2 separate regions of the Mus musculus genome follow, and region 1 is linked to region 2. Evidence: chromatin contacts called from public Micro-C data. All regions are on one chromosome and are shown on one strand. The core of a region is the stretch at or near the end of the contact, and the rest is flanking DNA. Distances in the headings are between cores, read along the strand shown. Region 1 holds the start of Zfp142 (zinc finger protein 142). Region 2 overlaps Usp37 (ubiquitin specific peptidase 37).

Region 1 (4,200 bases), core at 1,525-4,024, 140 kb before region 2:
CTAATAATTTCAGCCCAGTTTTTCTGCAAAGGCTGTTACTCAAAGTCAAGAAAATTTGACTACTCACATAAAACTGCTCTTTCCACAACCAGGGGGCCCATAAAGAAGGTAGCCACGTCTGTAGGGAATGCCTAGGGATATAACCAGGATAAACAAGACCTACAGTGAATCATGTACTCTGGCCCAGGTGTCCACATCTACCCTCAGCTCCATTCCCTGCTAGTGGTCCTAGAGGCAGAAAAGATATTCTCATAGACGAGCTTTCTTTCCCTTTCACCTGAGCTAGAATTTCCTGTAACTTCACCTGGCTACAAACTCGGCTAGATTCCAGCTGCTGCTTACCTCTGTCAATGTACCACTTGGGGTTATCAATAAATTCCCGGATATCTTTGACAATTCGGTCAGCCAGACCCTGCTGTAGGACTACAGAATCCAGTGGCCGACGTCGGCGCGGATAACCAAAGGTACGCCATTCAGACCCCACAGCTGTGTACATCACAGTCTTCCCTTCCTCCTGCTGCAGGGCCAGTGCTCGAGCTGGGAGCAAGGAAGTAAAACAGTCCCTTGATCATGCTGATGCTTCAGTCAGGTAGAGCTCTGACCTGGTACCCTTCTCCCAAGGACTCGGATCCTTATTCCTCCTCTCCAAGCAGCAGATGCCCAACCTCCCCACTTTGATAGCCTGCCTGTCCCATCTCATACCTTCTTCCAGGATGTTGAAGAAAACCTTTCGGTCAGTGCCCAGGGCCGTGAAGGTGACAGATTCCCAAGGAGTCCCTGTTTGCAAGTCTACCATCTGCATGTCTCGGTTTCGTTCTACCCGGATCCATTTTCCCTGATACCTGAATAAAATTGTCAAAGTGACCCAATTTCCTCCATCGATCCACCCTCTCCTCAGAGCCCTACCTAGTTTCCTATCTTACCAAATGAAGTGGTTTCCAGGGCTGGGGATAAATTCAAACTTGGTGGAGATCCGGCCACTTTCATGCTGAAGGTATGAGGTTTCAACACTGAGGTGCTGAGTGCGGGTGCTGTGTCGGGTAAGCCAGCTAAGCAACCAGGCATAGCTTCTGTCTCTGGCAGGGACTTCCAGTGTGATCATGTAATGGCGCCGGAATGCCACTAGACCCAACTGGGCTCCTTTCCGGGCCATAGCCAGAGCCGTACCCACACCTACCAGCCCAAATCCAGCCCCAAAGTAGGGATTGTCTTTAAGGGCCAGAACAAAGTCTGAAAATGGCATCTTGAAAAGAAGCAGCACAGATGCTTATAGGCTCTGAGGCACTGTCAAAACCGAGGGATGGATTGTAGCAGAACTGGAAGAAAGCATAAGACTAGTATAGAAACTAGACCAGTCAATCTTGCTCCGCTCCCTCCCACAGAAGCAAGATGGACAGGTCAGCAGGACTGTGTTTCAGTGGAGTAGGAATGGTGTTGGAATGCCACAGCAAACACCCCAGGCTCTTCAATCCATTTTGCTCTTCAGTTAGACCTTTTGCCAGAAGGCCATTTTGGAGAGTTTCTCAATTCCAAAAAGCAATGTACCCAGCTCCACATCAGGATACTAGAAAGGCAAGACTCTGGTCCCTGGCAAGAGCTAGACAGAAGGGTCCCCACTGAATGGAATCGGCAAAGGTGATTTTTCCATTGCTCTGTCAATGACCACATGCCTTACCATCAGAAATGTCTTTCAAATATCCTCTCCCTTACACCCCGTTCCTAATGTCCTGTACAGACATTTATTACTTCTCACCTAAACTATTTCTTGCAAGTTATTTTGGTTCTTGAGGTGATATTTGAATGGACCTTCAGCACCTGCATCATCCAAACCCACCAATCCCAGACACGCTACAATTCTGTCACTTGTATTCCAGCACCCTTGGTGCCTTGCTCCCATTGGGTTCAAATACCACAGCCGGATACGCAGGGATGCCTACATTAGAATGCGTACCTTTACTAGCAAATCACTACCTACTTCTAGCTCTCTCAGTTCTGTTGGTACCGAATGACCCCCACCCCTTTATTCTAGGCATTCTTTTTCATTGAGATCATATAGTCTACTTCTTCCACGGAGCCTTTTTCTTTTTCTTTTTTTTTTTTTTTGGAGCCTTTTTCAAATTCAACCCAATTAAGATGTGACTAAGCCTAACTTAAGACAATGCCTAAGGGGACAAAATGGCAATTATTTCCAGAACACCTCTCCTTGCAACACTTCTCCACTGCCACTCCTCTGCCTGGCACACCGGCCCACTGGTGAATTGACAGCCGTGACCTCCGCTAAGGCTCGGAGCTGTGATCCAGAATTCCAAAGCACCTTTGCATGGAGAGCCGCTGACGAAGATCTCCTGGCCCCCGGCTCCCGAACCCTGACACACAGCAGCTGACTCCCGGACACCCTATACACAGACCTGCTCGCGCTTCCAGGAACGTGGGAGAGAGAAATCTGTCACTCCGCCCCCTTCCCTCCATGACTCTCTGGCCCTCACACTCGATGGTTTCGCCGGGCCTACGAAGAGGCAGCGCCGCTAGTCCCGCCCCGGACTGCTGCATCTACTTCCGGCCACACCCACCACGGAGTCCTTGCCACTCTTCCCTGCAATTCTCGATGGTTCCGCTTTGGGGCTTCAGAAGGGGGGTACTCAAGGACATAGAGGGGAAACCATAGAGTAGCACGGGCCTTGAAGAGAGACAGAGTGGCTGCCACACGTCAGATTCCTAGAGGCGCCTGGGCCGGGGGCGGCCACATCAAAGGCCCCCGAGGAGCCACTCCAGTCCCAGTCGGACCATAGAGATGCAGCTCCCGCCAGCCCACGGGTAGGAGGTGAGAGAGCGGCTGTCGGCGGGAACCAGGGGAAGTGCGGGCGCTGTGAGCTGAAGGTAAAAGTTTCTCTAGCTCCAGCTTGAGTGGGCCCTGGAGGTGGAGCCCGCGGGAGGAGGTGCTGCGGGGAGCGCGCCGGTGAGAGGGGCGCGGGCGCATCTCTGCTGGACTCGGGCGTCTCAGTCGCGTCACAGCTCCGGGCCCCGCCCGGGTATCCGCTGCCTCTCCTCAGGACCAGAACCGTGACGATGCATCATCCCAAGCCTTGCAGGTTCCAAAACGCCTTTCTCCTCCGCTGTATCTCGTGACTTGGCTGTCGCCCCACAGTGTAAAAGCTGTCGTCGCCGCCGCCTCCACTTTACAGACAGGAAAGCTGAGGTCCTGAGAAGCGAGGCAAGTGCATCGACTCAAGGCTACACGGTGAGTCAAAGCCCAGAGGCGCGTGGGAACTGAGGTGCCTACGCAGGGTTGCCTTGTTCCCCAGGCTTCGGTATCCCTTGCTTCTCCAGTCTCAAAAGCACGTTACTTCTTTCTGGCTCTCTCCTACCTCCTCCCCCGCATCTTCCTGAGGCCATGTGATGGGCTGGAAGACCGCCTAGAGCAGCAATAATTAGTAGTCCGTGGGGGCTGTGATTTCCAAAAAGCCTCGCTGACCACGGAAGTGCACTTCCCTGCCTCCTTCTTGAATTGCTGTCTGTTCCTGCTGTTATGCTTTTTAAAGACATATTTGTTTATTTTATGTATGTGAGTACACGGTTGCTTTCTTCAGACACAGGAGAAAGGGCATCGGATCCTATTAACAGATAGTTGCGAGCCACCATGTGGTTGCTGGGAATTGAACCCAGGACCTCTGGAAGAGCAGTCAGTGCTCTTCATCACTGCGCCATCCCTACAGCCCTCGTGCTGTTTTTACGTGGAGGGATTCTGTAGAATGAGAACTAGCCACTCTCACCTGGCACATACTCAGTGACCCAGTTTTGTTTGAAACAGGGCCTCACTGTTTAGCTCTGTCCTGGAACTCACTATGTAGACCAGGCTGGCCTCAAATTCACAGATACCTGCCTGCCTTTGCCTCCTGAGTCCTGGAAGTTTAAAAAGATTATCTCATTTATTTCAGTCGAGTTGAACAGGACATGCAGTTTAATACCTTTGTTTCTCAGTTGTGTTCCCACTGGAGGCTTTAGTAAGTTAGTGAATTGGAAATTTACCTTGTATTTGAGGAACCACTGGCTTGATACCTTAGTTTAAAAGATCTGGGTTTACTGCAACTCAGCTGGTCCACTAGAATTTCCATTTTGTCTAACTTACCTAGCTTGTTGATGCTTAGGGTCCAGTGAAGTGAAAAATGCCAATAAACTCCTCAAAGCTCCACATTCAGTATT
Region 2 (4,249 bases), core at 1,259-3,758:
CCCCTGTACTAGGGCATATAAAGTTTGCAATGCCAAGGGGCCTCTCTTCCCAATGATGGCCGACTAGGCCATCTTCTGCTACATATACAGCTAGAGACATGAGCTCTGGGAGTACTGGATAGTCAATATTGTTCCACCTATAGGGTTGCAGACCCCTTCAGCTCCTTGGGTACTTTCTCTAGCTCCTCCATTGGGGACCCTGTGTTCCATCCTATAGATGACTGTGAGTGTCCACTTCTGTATTTGCCAGGCATTGGCATAGCCTCACAAGAGAGAGCTATATCAGGGTCCTTTCAGCATAATCTTGCTGGCATATGCAATAGTGTCTGCATTTAGTGGAGAGCTGAAGGGTTCTAATTGCTTCCCTGGAATATGAAAGAATACTAGAAATTCTCCTAGAATAAAAGGAACTCCATATATTTTTATGATTTATATAATCTTGTGTAGTTTTCATTTTTCTCATTTAAGACTAGACAATATTACTAGGTGATGTCCCAGTACTTAGGAGGCAGAAACAGGTGGCTATCTGTGAGTCTGGTTCATATAGTAGTTCCAGGCCAGTCAGAGCTATATAATCTGACTCTGCCAGCCAGCATTTAAAATAGAATATTTAGGATAATAAAAAGAATGTTTACAGTATAATCCATGTATATCTAGTACTTATTACCTTTGACTAATCTTTTGATTTTTGGGCTTTTTTGAGACAGGATTTCATGTTATAGCCCAAGCTGGCCTAGAACTTACAACAGTTTTCTTGCCTCTGCCTTCTAAGTGCTAGAATTACAGGCATGCACCACCACACCCAGTTAACTTATTGTTTTGAGTAACTTTATTTTAGCAGTGTTTACCTTCCACATTTCTTTAAAGGGTATACTTGGCACTGTTGTAATCAAGCAAAACTGTTCAGTTTGGAGTTGTAGCTCAGTTGGTAAAGTGCTTGCCTAGTACATGAAGCTATGGGTGTGAGCAACAGCACCACAGAAGCCAGACATGGTAGCACACAAATTCAGTTCCACACTCTTATTTTTAAATTGTGTGTGTAGCCATCTTTCTAGCCTCCCAGTTCCCACTTTAAACTCTAGAGTATATTAGATATAGTGTTGAGCATTAGCTATATTGATTGATTGACATTCATATTGGTAGACATTGGGTATATTAATGGACATTTTGCCTTCTTGTAAAAGTAATGCTCTTCTTCAGGATTTGAAATTGTGCAGATTAGAGCCTGGGAAGGCAGAACTGGAGAACTCAGGATTTGACAGAATGAGTGAGGAAGAGGTGCTGGCAGCTGTGTTAGAGATAAGCAGGAGAGAAGCTTCGCCGGTACTTAGCCCTGAAGATGATGATAAGCCAACCAGCAGTCCGGACACCGGCTTTGCAGAAGATGATATTCCAGAAATGCCTGAAAATCCAGATGCTATGGAAATTGAGAAGTCCAAAACAATCACTGAGCCAGGTAAGGTTCACCAAGATAAGTATCTGTTACACAAAACATGTGTTCCAGAGCCTTTACTGACATGCAGCTTCTAAGTTATCCTAAAGCCCTCACATTTGGACATGGAAGTCATAGAGCGATATCGCAAAATTATTTTCTAGATTTTTGTGGAGTCAGAGCGTCTTAATTTCAAATTACTTTATATGCAAGTAAAATAATAATTAGTGTATCCTCAGGATAACAAAACCCAAAAAGCTGATGGTGTTCTTCTGAGGTATTTATTTCCTCTTAATGCAATGTATTCCCCTGCTCTTGTTAGTCACTCTATAATGCATATCACTTGGTCATAGTCATTCTTTGTTTTCAGAACCATTCTGTGGGTCAGTGCTTCTAAATCAAGGGCATTCTCTGCTGCCCTGGAATGGTCGTCACAAATAGAGAGACATGGACTACTTCTGGCATGAGCCACTTCCATTTCCATAGATGAAAGGGATCTTTAATTCCTGTAAGGTGGCTCTCCTATCTCAGAGAGTCTGGGGAATTCTGCTAAAATTTACAGCATACACACTTCTCCATTTCCCACTCCCCAAAAGGCCTCATCGGCACCTCATGCAAATTATTAATGATACTGAGCCTGAGAAACCCTGATATAGATGTGGTAAGATGAAATTATTTGTCCCAAAAAATTCTAAGTACAACTGGGAGTATAGTAGCTTGGTAGCTTGTTTAGTAGCTGTGTGCCCACCATGCACAAAACCCAGCATCCCCAAACCAAGCATGATGGTGTGTACAGTAATCCCATCAAGGAAGTGTAGATGGGAGGTCAAAGTCTCGGCCATCCTCAGATACTTAGAAAGTTCTAGGCCTGCCTGAGCTACATTAGACCCTAACCTATAGTGTTAATGAGGGCAAGGTAAATTACTCTTTCTTAACAGTAGGTGTCACTAGAGTCCACAAAGTTCAGGGTTTCTCCAAAATAATGTTTTGCTTTTCAGGTCCTGCTAGTTTTACTGAGATAACAAAAGACTGTGATGAGAATAAAGAAAACAAAACTCCAGAAGGCTCTCAGGGAGAGGTTGATTGGCTCCAGCAGTATGACGTAGACCGGGAAAGAGAAGAGCAGGAGCTGCAGCAAGCACTGGCTCAGAGCCTTCAAGAGCAAGTAAGACACTTTCTTCCTGTTGCTGCTGCTTCCATGCTTCCAGGAGTGGAATCACAAAGACTGGCGTGTTAATCATTTACTGTGTGTTAGTCATTCATTGCTCCTAGATAGCTACATACAATTAGTTATTGGAAAAAAATTATTTGGGCTTGTTTGGACTGGAACAGTTATTAAATTAGTAGGGTTTTTATTATTAAAATGGAATAAAATATTGTTGGCCATGTTATATGCTATAGGGATGTTAAAGATTATTCCATTAGCTTTATTCTGCAAGCTGTCAACAAGTACCTCACCATGATTTTATGAGTGGTAGATTATTGTTTGGTTATTTTCTGGTTGTGAGCCATCTCTTCAGCCCTGGTTATTTTTTTTACAATATTTCTTTTACTATAAATTATTTGACCACAAATATCTAAAATCTAATAATTTTTAAATTCTGGTGATTGGACCCTTATTTTGTCTGTTTGTTTTGCTTTTTTGTCGTTTTGTTTTTCAAGAAAGAGTTTCTTCATGTAGTTCTCACTGTCCTGGAACTATCTCTGTAGACTAGGCTGCCTTTGAACTCAGAGAGATTGGCCTGCCTCTGCCTCCCAGGGCTGGTGGTAAAGGTGAGCACCCCAGCCACCTGGCAGACCAGTGCTTTTCAATCTTGATTATGTTTTAAAGTTACCTGAGGTGCTCCAAAAATACTGATGCCTGAATTGTCCTAATACTGATAAATCTTTAAAGGATAAACCTTGGATATGGACTGGGCATCTGGATTTCTCTTTCTTTTAATCTAGATTTTAAAAGTCTTCCCTGGTGATTCTAATGAACAACTAAGATTGAGAAGAGCTCCTTTACAATCTCAATCGGTTCTTCTAACCTTTTATTTATAAGCAGTGCTTTTCTACTTACAGTGTAATAAGATACATGTATGTGACGCTGGAGATGGGACCCAGGTCCTTATACAAGGATTTTACTACTGAACTTTGTCCCCAGTCATAAAGGCAGTTAAACATTTTATTTTTTTCCTGTTTTTTGGTTTTTCGAGACAGGGTTTCTCTGTACAGCCCTAGCTGTCCTGGAACTCACTATGTAGACCAGGCTGGCCTTGAACTCAGAAATCCTCCTGCCTCTGCCTCCCAAGTGCTAGGATTAAAGGCATACACCACCACTGCCCGGCTCAAACATTTTTATTTACATTTTTTTTCTTATTTTGTTTTGTTTGAGACAGGGTTTCTCTGTGTAGACCTGTCTGTCCTAGAACATGCTCTGTAGACCAGGTTGACCTTGAACCCAGAGATTTGCCTGCCTCCGCCTCCCAAATGCTTGGGATTAAAGGTGTGTGCTACCACTGCCCAGCCTACTTATATTTTTTCCTAAGAATACCTTTGCTGTTTCAGAAAAATGACAGTCAAGGGTCTTCATTTAGTATTGCTGCCAAACCTGTCTTGTGGATCTGGTTTCTTTAGTTAGAATAAAGTAGAAATAGATGGCTCGGTAACCTGTAGGGATACTGCTCATTCTGCTGTCACACACAGGGTATGAGTGTCTCCTGGATGGAAGTGTTCATCATCCGCTCAGGAGAGCCAGTTGTGTTCTACACTACTTATAAGTAGTTATTGAAAAAGAATAAGTATATTCACTGTAGGTTGTCTGAAATCTGCAGT

What was found. A called contact is a pair of places that touch in the nucleus more often than the background predicts.
Region 1: a Micro-C map of granulosa cells shows a contact between it and region 2, with 2.4 times the contacts expected there. The contact joins the promoter of Zfp142 here to the enhancer-like site in region 2. A contact is called at or near these places in 6 of 39 promoter capture datasets (the HPC-7 cell line, cranial neural crest, frontonasal cranial neural crest and 3 more), 35 of 484 Hi-C or Micro-C datasets (the AML12 cell line, B cells, the Ba/F3 cell line and 23 more), 8 of 115 datasets of contacts at active chromatin or transcription factors (the 230-238 cell line, astrocytes, bone marrow-derived dendritic cells and 3 more) and 4 of 9 other capture datasets (adipose tissue, embryonic stem cells, liver and 1 more).

Annotation. Positions count from the first base shown.
Region 1 is chr1:74,586,602-74,590,801 of GRCm38.p6, reverse strand. Zfp142 (zinc finger protein 142) reads left to right here and starts at 2,774. Exons shown (of 9, transcript NM_001310668.1): 1 at 2,774-3,238. Bcs1l (BCS1-like (yeast)) reads right to left here and starts at 2,513. Exons shown (of 8, transcript NM_001305652.1): 1 at 2,409-2,513; 2 at 924-1,316; 3 at 703-842; 4 at 343-537; 5 at 68-131. The coding sequence starts at 1,243.
Region 2 is chr1:74,451,035-74,455,283 of GRCm38.p6, reverse strand. Usp37 (ubiquitin specific peptidase 37) reads left to right here. Exons shown (of 24, transcript NM_001310662.1): 18 at 1,201-1,456; 19 at 2,431-2,597. Among named protein-coding and RNA genes, the nearest start is that of Vil1, 44 kb to the right of the region's middle. Within about 2 kb of position 2,508, at least 51 of the 459 cell types and tissues checked have an H3K27ac peak or open chromatin away from gene starts, as enhancers often do. A contact at or near this core is called in adipose tissue, bone marrow-derived macrophages, granulosa cells and 2 more, where this site is marked.